Regions from separate parts of the Macaca mulatta genome. Here region 1 is linked to region 2. A link is a contact called in public Hi-C data. All regions are on one chromosome and are shown on one strand. Each heading gives the region's core, a stretch centred on a gene start, on an enhancer-like site or on the middle of the called end of the contact. The rest is flanking DNA. Distances are from core to core; before and after follow the strand shown.

Region 1 (4,730 bases), core at 1,376-3,875, 180 kb before region 2:
TTCTCCCATCACCTTCAAGAAGTGGAAAGGTGTGAGACTTCTGGAAAGTCTCCCTGAACGAGAGGGGCATATCCATCTTCTCTTTTGCAGCTGGTACCTGGGCTGAGGAGGTGATGGCAGGAATGTGGGCAGCCATCCTGGATCATGAAGAAATGTGAATGGCAGCTAGAAAAGTTGATCCTTGGCCGGGCGCGGTGGCTCAAGCCTGTAATCCCAGCACTTTGGGAGGCCGAGACGGGCGGATCACGAGGTCGGGAGATCGAGACCATCCTGGCTAACACGGTGAAACCCCGTCTCTACTAAAAAAATACAAAAAACTAGCCGGGCGAGGTGGTGGGCGCCTGTAGTCCCAGCTACTCGGGAGGCTGAGGCAGGAGAATGGCGTGAACCCGGGAGGCGGAGCTTGCAGTGAGCTGAGATCCGGCCACTGCACTCCAGCCTGGGCGACAGAGCGAGACTCCGTCTCAAAAAAAAAAAAAAAAAAAAAAAAAAGAAAAGTTGATCCTTGAGGACTTTGGGGCTGCCATACCAACCATGATTGCCTCTCCATGACCTCTTTTTTTTTTTTTTTTTTTGAGATGGAGTCTCGCTCTGTCGCCCAGGCTGGAGTGCAGTGGCGCGATCTCCACTCACTGCAAGCTCCGCCTCCCGGGTTCACGCCATTCTCCTGCCTCAGCCTCCCGTGTAGCTGGGACTACAGGTGCCCGCCACCATGCTCGGCTAATTTTTGTATATTTAGTAGAGACGGGGTTTCACTGTGTTAGCCAGGATGGTCTCGATCTCCCGACCTCGTGATCTGCCCGCCTCGGCCTCCCAAAGTGCTGGGATTACAGGCGTGAGCCACCGTGCCCGGCAACCTCTTTTATAAAAGTATGAGTAATATTCTTGTTGAGGCCACTATGATGTTGGGATTTTTCAATACATGCAGCTAAACCTAACTGATACCCCAATTCCCCAAGTTCAGCCTTCATCCCATGCACAATTTCAAACTATAAAACAAAGGAAGGGAAGCTCTGAGCAGATAAAACTGCTCCAGGACCTGGAGTTGGCCAAGGATAGACCCAAAGAGAATAGCCATTCACTCAGTGGACAAGCCCATCAAGTGTCTACCCCAAGATCCTGTGCTGAAGAAATTATGGCTTTGGGAGCAGCAGGTTTTATGGGGGAAGATTGAGAGTGCAGTTTGGGACACATTAAATTGAAGAGGATCTGTTAGGCGTCCAAATGGTGAAGAACAGGTAAACAGGAGTTTCAGGGTTGAGGCTAGAGATGCAGGTTTTGAGAAGTTTGGGAGAAAATCGTTGTTTATAAAACCACCTGACTGCAGGAAATCCCCAGGGAGGAAGTGGATAGAGTAGCTTCCAAGGACTGAGTCCAGGGTCTCCAGTGTTGAGAGGTCGGTGAGCAAGGTAGGCAACCAGCCAAGGAGATCAAGCAGGTGTGGCCAGGAGCAAGGAGGAAAAGTGGACAGAGTGATCTGTTCCAGCCAAGCCAGGATGGTGTGTTATGGAGAAGGCACAGTCGGCTGGGTCACCTGGTGGTGACAGTTCAAGGAAGAGATGAGCGCTGACCCCTGATCATCGGATTTTGCAACATCAAGGTCAAGGATGACTTTGATAAAGAGCTTCAGAGGAGTGGTTAGGTGAAAATCTGACTGGAGTAGGTTCCAGAAAGAACAGGTGGGAAGGAATTGGAGATAAGGGACAACTCCAGAAGGGTTTTACCCTTCAGAGGGTCGACTGTGGTAGGAAGAGGAGGTTAGGGAAAGTCAATTAGTTACTCAAAAATGAACATGGACCCCACCCCCAACTAAGAGAAATCTCAGATGCCAGCGCACCTAGGCTCACAATGAGTATGATGGAATAAAGTGGTCATGGAGTCCACGGACCTTTCTGAGTACCTGGCCCTGGCTAGTAAGGACAACCAGGAACAGGTCATACTTCTAAATTCTGAACCGAGCAGGGCATGATTTCCATCTCCTGTGTCTCACATCTGCACGTTTCACCACAAGCCAGAAACGTGGTGCTGGTGCGGCAGGGAAAAGTGCAGCGCTGTGGGGTCAGGCCGACCCAGACCCGCCGTGATCTGGATGCAACCCCCACAGCCAGGGCACGCCGGCCTCGTTGTGCCTGCTTCTCCGGCCGTCAATGGGAAGTTTAAGTGAGGCCACGTGTGGGTTTTTAGCTCTCTGCTTGACACACAGCAGGTAGTCTGAGGTGAGCGTTTTAAGGTACAAATTAGGGCACCATTGGGGGGAATAGCGAGGGCGGGAGAGTATCTTTTTAGAACGCACCGCTGGTAGTGGTGATTTAAAAAAAAAAAAAAAGAAAGAAAAAAAAGAGGCACCGTTCACTTTCATCGAGGAGCTGGGAAGAAGACGGAAAAGGTGTTTGGGAGAAGCAAGATGAGCAGCGAGTGAGAGGGACCGGCCGGCCGGTCATGAAAGTCGGCGGCGCGTAGCCCCGCACCTGTCCCGCCCCAGTACCTGGCGGGCCCTCCGGGCAGCCGAGCCCTCCTGCTGTCGCCACCTGCCGCCGCCACCTGCCGCCGCAGCAGTTTCCTCGACCAGGTGGGGCGAAGGGGTTGGCAGTCGCGGTCCGTCAGCTCCTGGTAGGCAGGACGCGGCGGCTGTTTGGCGTCGTCGCCTGGCAACCGGCTGCACGCTCCAGCGACGTCGGGTGGACCACAACCCCCACAATGCACAGCGCCGCGGCGCGGCCCGGGCGCCAAGTCCTGGGCACCGCCTTCCCGCCATGTCCTTCGGGACTTGTAGTTTCTTGGATCCCCGGGCGCGGCGAGTCTCCCAGCCAGCAGAGAGCGCGCCTCGGCGGGGTGCGGCGCCCGCGCGCGGGGATTGGCCGCCTCCGCCCCGCCCGTCCCGCCCGCCCCGCCCGCCGCTCGTGGTGGGCCCGGGGCTCGCGGCGCCATAGGCGCATGTGCGGCGCGGGGCGGCCGTGACCAGCGGAGTGCGGGGTGTCAGTGAGCAGCGAGGAGCCGCGCGCCCCCGTGCCCGCGTCTGTCCGTGCGCCCGAGCGCCAGAGCGCCAGCTCCCGGGTCTGAGGGTCCGCCCGGCGCGCCGCTTGCAGAGCATCCTCAGGGCCGCGCACCTGCCCCGCGCGCCTGCCCAGCGCACCTGCCCGCCGCCCGCTCGGCGCTCCGGGCTCAGCTCGCCAGCTTCCCCGCGACCGCGCGGGGGCTCCAGCCGTGCCTCCGCGTCCGCCCCGCGCCGCAGCCGGGCCCGGGCGCAGCGCTGCGGAGGGCGAGGGCCGCCCGGAGTCCGGCCAGGGCCGGCGCGGCGATGATGAACAGGTTCCGAAAGTGGCTCTACAAACCCAAGGTGAGCGGCCCCGCTCGGGCCGGATGCCCCCCGCGCCGAGGCCTCTCCCTTCCCCAGGACCGCCCGTCCCCCCTACGAGACGGACCCCCTTTTCCTGTCCGTGGCCGGCCTCTTCCCCCACCGCCGACATACTTCCCTCCACTCCGCGACTTGGACAGACCTTCATCGCCCTGTCCCTGGGGCGGGTCCGAACGTCCCTCCTCGCTTCCTAAGCCCAGGTCTAGGACTGACCCTCCTGCTCCTCCTCTCGGGCCGGGGAGCACTTTCCCTCTCCCTTTTTCCAGGGCCACAACGGGCCCCTCTCCCTCCTCATCCCGGTCCTGGACGGTGCCCTCCTACACTTCGTGGTCCCCAGCCCGCGGGCCTGGAGCAGACCCCCTACTACTTATCCGTCTCCCCTCCCTGAACCAGGGATGCTCCCTCATTCCCCTCCTGCTCCCTCATTCCCCACCCCCATTGTCCTGGGCCGGGAATGGACCTCCCTCCGCACTCCAGAACAGACCCTCTCCCCACTTCCCCGGGTTCTGAGAGAAGCCACATTTCCCAATCCCTGGGTCCAGGGCAGACCCGTCCTTCCGAGTCCAGAGAGGATCCTGATGGCGGCCTCCCTTCCCGAACCAGGACTGACCCACACCTCGGCCCAGTTGGCGTCCCCTCCCTTGTCCCCATCCTTGTCCCTTCCCCACCCGCGTCCTCTGGAATCCGGGACAGGTCCTCCGCCCGGCCCTTGGGACGAGCGCGCCGGTGGCCAGCAGCCTTGGCGGGGCTGGAGGTGCGGCTCCACAGCCCGCGCCCGCGGCCCTCCTAGCGCCATGGGGTCGGGGTCCGGGCGGCGCTCTCCGTGCCTCGGCGGCTGCGCCAGTCGCACTGCAGGCGCTGCGTCCCCGCCGCCCGCTTGGGGCTCGTGTCCGCTGCAGCCGGAGCAGGGCCGGGCGCGCTCGGCGCGGGGTAGAGGCGCGGCGGTGCTCGGGATCCCGGCGCAGGGTCCAGGGCGCATCTGGGCGTCCGAGGGTGGCACCCTGGGGCCGGCGCAGCGGGGAGGCCCTGGCCCTGAGATCTTGGGAGGGCACGGCTCGGGTGGGGTCACCGCGGCGACCAAGGGCGGGAGTGGGGCCAGCGCTGCGTCCGGGCAGCTCGGATATCCAAGGCCACTGCGTTGCCGACCCACCCCTCCTCCCTCCGCTGGCCACCTTTCTCCGTCCAGCGTCCCAGACCGCCGCCTCCACCGTGGGTGAGCTGTCACGGCGGAGATTTCCTGAAATCCGTGCCTCGCGTGCGCCCATTCCAGGAAGGCGGGAGGTGGGTTTGGAAGATCGGCACGGAGGTTCGAGGGCGAACTCAGGGCCCAGAAGGGCGCGTGCTTCACGCCTTTGAGGTCGGGGAATTCTATTTG
Region 2 (4,741 bases), core at 1,498-3,997:
GGGAGGATTAATTCCTGAGTTCCATTTATCTTTTGACCTTACTAAAACTCCAAATAATTTTGACTGCTGAAAAGAAAGCTTACCCTGGAAATAAGTGTAACATACTTGCTTTCTTAAATTCCCAAGGCAAGCTGAAGAAAACTTTCCATGTCTGTATAGTTAAACCTATTGTGTTTGTCGTGTGTACTCTAGGGGCTGATACTGTTGTAATTTTTACTTAATGTTTTTATGGCTTTTATGGTCTCGTAAGCACCTTTGCAACAAATAACTATGGTCAGCAATTCAAAATCAGATGGAGAATTAATTTGTGGCCCAAGAAACCACCCAGGAGTCACTAGGAAAGTGGGTTTCTAGAACGGCCTTCAGGGCTCTGGAGTGCACCCCTCCTGCCCTCCAGGGATCTCTTTCTATAAAGGAGCCCCTTGTCTTTCTGCCATCTTTAATGCTGTCTCCTCAGAGTTCCTCCTTGCAGTCTATAAATATCCCCAAGTTCCTCTCATTTTCAAACAAAACAAAATAAAAAATCCTCCCCTCAGCCCTGCATTCCCACCCCCTCAGCTTGTGTCGTTTTGCATGCTCTCTCTCTCTCCTTTGTCTGTCTCTTGTCTCTCTCTCTGTGTCTCTGTCTCTGTCTCTGTGTCTCTTTGTGTTTGTCTCTGTCTCTGTTTTTCTGTCTCTGTGTCTTTGTCTCTCTCTGTGTCTCTCTTTCTGACTCTGTCTCTCTGTCTCTGTCTCTGTCTCTGTCTCTCTGTCTCTGTGTCTGTCTCTCTCTGTCTCTGTCTCTCTGTCTCTGTCTTTGTCTCTGTGTCTGTCTCTCTCTGTGTCTCTCTTTCTGACTCTGTCTCTCTGTCTCTGTCCCTGTCTCTGTCTTTGTCTCTCTGTCTCTGTGTCTGTCTCTCTCTGTCTCTGTATCTCTGTCTCTCTGTCTCTGTCTTTGTCTCTGTGTCTGTCTCTCTCTGTCTGTCTCTCTGTGTCTCTCTGTATCTCTCTCTTTCTCTCTGTCACGCTCCTCCCACTCAGTCTTTGCCTCATCAGCAACATTTCTGGAAGGCGTTGCCTGCACAGCTCCCACTTCCTTCTGTCCAAACTGGCTCAACTCTGTCTCCTGATGCACACCCCCGGACCTCCAACCCTGGGCTGCAGGGGTCCTCCCACCAGGCCTCCCCTTTCCAGCATCCCTGGTTTCCCCGCCTGCAGATTGGGCACCACTCTGAAATTTTTCCCGTCATGTTTGTTTTTCAGATCATTTTAGGCCTCATTGACTTTTAAAAGAGGAGGATAAAAACGTAAAACAAGTGAAGAATGAATAGGAAAATCTTTGACTCTTATCAGATTACAATATTTGCCTTAGAACATTCTTATTTCTCTCCTTGAAAATGTTAAGAAAAACTATCCAAACGACTTCTACCTAGTCACCCTGGACTAGAAGATTGTCTAACAAGCCACCTTTAGGGTCATTTGAAGCTGAAGGGAGGGAGTTCCATTATATTTACCCATGACCAAAGCCCCTGCTAACCTGTGGAAGACTGAGGAGTGGCAAAGGATTTTTGTTTGATAGAGATGCAAACGAATTCTGTCCAATAGAGAGGTCTGGTTTCACTGGGCTGTAGGGCATCAGCCAGATTCGCATGAAATTTAGCAGTCCCGTTTCAGTCATCTTTCACTGACTGCCATCCTCTTTGGAAATAGTGTATCATCCTCCCTGAGTTAAATACATCTTTGTATTTAACTCAGGCCACTCCGTTTATGTGAGTTCATTTCTAACATTTTGAAAATGGAATTGTGGAGGAAGTCAGCTTTTTTTTTTTCTTTTGATTCGGAGTCTTGCTCTGTCGCCCAGGCTAGAGTGCAGTGGTATGATCTCGGCTCACCGCAGACTCCGCCTGCCTGGGTTCAAGCGATTCTTCTGCCTCAGCCTCCCGAGTAGCTGGGATTACAGGCACCCACCACCGCGCCCGGCTAATTTTTGTATTTTCTAGTAGAGATGGGGTTTCACCATCTTGGCTAGGCTGGTCTCGGACTCCTGACCTCATGAACCACCCGCCTCGGCCTCCCAAAGTGCTGGGATTACAGGCATGAGTCACCGCGCCCGGCTGGAAGTCAGCTTTTACATAGTGGTCAGGTGAGGGATTGGGAATTAAGTGCTTTTGCAAAATAAAGTTCATTGTAAAAGATTCTAAGCGAACAATCCCTAACCCTTAAAATGTACCAGGCACTGCTCCGGCTGCTGTGGATGTGGGAACTCGTCTCTCTCGGGGGCCAGCGCTATCACCGCCGGGCTCCAGCCTGTCTCCCAACCACCAACCTGTGCTTCTCTTTGTACCCCTCAAAAGTGCCTTCAGAGGGTTTAGATTGAGGTACGGGGCAGGGCAGGCCTGAAGCACAACTGACGGCTCCGTTGAGAGCAGGCCCGCAGCTTCGGCTCCGCAGAGGGCGCCCCACTATACCCCACCGCACTCCTCTACACCCCAATCCTTGCCCAGGCCCCGCCCTCTTCCCAGGCCCCGCCCCTTCCTGGCCCTGTCCCCGCCCTGCCCGGCCGAGACCCTGCCTCTCTCTGGCCTGCGCCCCGCCCAGGAGGCAGGTTGCTCGCCGCGGCCGGGGGCGGAGCGCCGCCTGCTCAGCTCCACCCCATAGTCCAGCCTCGCCGACTCCGCCTCTTTTGACACCACGCCTGCGCAAACGGTCATCCCCGCGACCACGCCACCGCCTTGCGCGTGCGCGCGTCCCGGCGCTCCCGTCAGGCAGTGCGAGGCGCGCGGGTTACGGAGGGCGGTGGCGGCGGTTTCCTGTGAGAAGCTAGCGGAGCTTCCTCAGGTGACTGACGCGGGCCTGGGTTCTGGGCGCCGGGGTGTGGGACTGGAGTAGTGGCCGCGATCCCCGACTGCACCCCGCTGCCTCTTCTTTTCTTGAGCTTCTGGGGACTCCTTCCAGGTGCTCCGGCAGCTGCCCGGGCATCACGGCCCGGTCGGCGGGACGAGGAGCTGGGGCGGGGGCTGCGCAGGGCCGGTCACCCCGCGTCTGCAGCTCGGTGTCGACGGCGATTCGGTGGGCTTCTGCGTTCGTTCTGTTAGCGTGCTTAGGTGTCACAGCTGGGTGACTCTCGGAAGGAAGGTTTTGCCGCTGGCGCGTCAGGTGTATCGCAGCCTCGGGGCCGCGGATCCCTGGGCCTGACGCCGCCTCGGGTTCGCGCGGCCCCGGCGTCGCGGCTGCCTCAGCGCTGGCTGAAGGCCGGCCCGAAGCGCCCTTAATTGTGGCCGCGCGCTTCCCTGCTGCTCCTGCTGTTCTCCGCGCCGCGGTAGTGGACTCTGGAGGTAGAGCCTTGCCCGACGAGTCGTTGAGGTAAATAGTTGATTCTTCAGAAGATGTGCCATACTTATTTGCGTTTTCTTACATACGGAGGGCAGGGAAGAGAGGCTGCCTAGCCTCCTGGTGACTTGGGTTTGTTTGGATCCATTTATTTTGAATTACAAACAAACGTTGCTCTATAAAGAGTAATGCATTTTAAACCATTTTATCTTTGGAAAAAACGATAAAGTGGATCCAAATAGATCCACTTTCTTGTTAATTAATTTTCGTTACTTTTGGGGTTTTCTGAGAACTAGCCTAATTGTTTCTCTTTATCATCATCAAACATTGCAGCTACGACTGCCTGCCAATTATCCTGCTCTCGGATATCATGTGATATTTGTCTGTGTCTTCTTTTTAAAAACACTGTCGTCATATTTGTGGTCTAATACTTGTTTTCTTCCCCCCCAGGAGGAATCATTATAGATTCTAAAAATAGATTTTCCCTTCTCTGTGGACTTGGTATAAAACGTAGTTTTTTTCTGTTTGGATTTATTTTCTAAAAATCAACACCGTAAACCCACATCAGATACAACAAAATTGGGGTAGTTAAACCATGAGTTGTGGAAATGAGTTTGTGGAAACATTAAAAAAAATTGGTTTTCCCAAAGCTGATAATCTTAATGGAGAAGACTTTGACTGGTTGTTTGAGGGCATTGAAGATGAATCGTTTCTGAAGTGGTTTTGTGGGAATGTGAATGAACAGAACGTGTTGTCTGAAAGAGAATTGGAAGCTTTTAGCGTTCTTCAGAAATCAGGCAAGCCCATCCTAGAAGGGGCGGCACTGGATGAAGCTCTTAAAACGTGTAAAACTTCTGATTTGAAGACACCTAGACTGGATGACAAAGAGCTGGAGAAATTAGAGGATGAGGTTCAAACTCTACTGAAATTAAAGAACCTAAAAATTCAGCGGCGTAATAAATGTCAATTGATGGCTTCAGTAACTAGCCACAAATCTCTGAGGTTAAATGCTAAAGAAGAATCAGCCACTAAAAAGCTGAAGCAGAGTCAAGGAATTCTAAATGCAATGAATACTAAGATCAGTAATGAACTTCAGGCTCTTACTGATGAAGTTACACAATTGATGATGTTCTTCAGACATTCTAATTTAGGTCAAGGGACAAGTCCACTGGTATTTTTATCGCAATTTTCCTTGGAAAAATACCTAAGTCAGGAAGAGCAAAGCACAGCAGCGTTAACTTTGTATACCAAAAAACAGTTCTTTCAGGGTATACATGAAGTAGTTGAAAGTTCAAATGAAGACAATTTTCAGCTTTTAGATATACAGACACCATCTATTTGTGATAATCAAGAAATCCTTGAGGAGAGACGACTAGAGATGGCTAGACTGCAGCTGGCGTACATTTGTGCTCAACATCAATTAATTCACTTG

Evidence for each region. A called contact is a pair of places that touch in the nucleus more often than the background predicts.
Region 1: a contact with region 2 is called in a Hi-C map of CD4 T cells, with 4 times the contacts expected there. The contact joins the promoter of CFAP99 here to the promoter of POLN in region 2. A contact is called at or near these places in 3 of 14 Hi-C or Micro-C datasets (CD4 T cells, blood and liver).

What each region holds. Positions count from the first base shown.
Region 1 is chr5:2,548,679-2,553,408 of T2T-MMU8v2.0, reverse strand. CFAP99 (cilia and flagella associated protein 99) reads right to left here and starts at 2,625. Exons shown (of 15, transcript XM_078002973.1): 1 at 2,486-2,625. ZFYVE28 (zinc finger FYVE-type containing 28) reads left to right here and starts at 2,933. Exons shown (of 13, transcript XM_078002908.1): 1 at 2,933-3,437.
Region 2 is chr5:2,370,789-2,375,529 of T2T-MMU8v2.0, reverse strand. POLN (DNA polymerase nu) reads left to right here and starts at 2,747. Exons shown (of 26, transcript XM_078002889.1): 1 at 2,747-2,817; 2 at 3,075-3,342.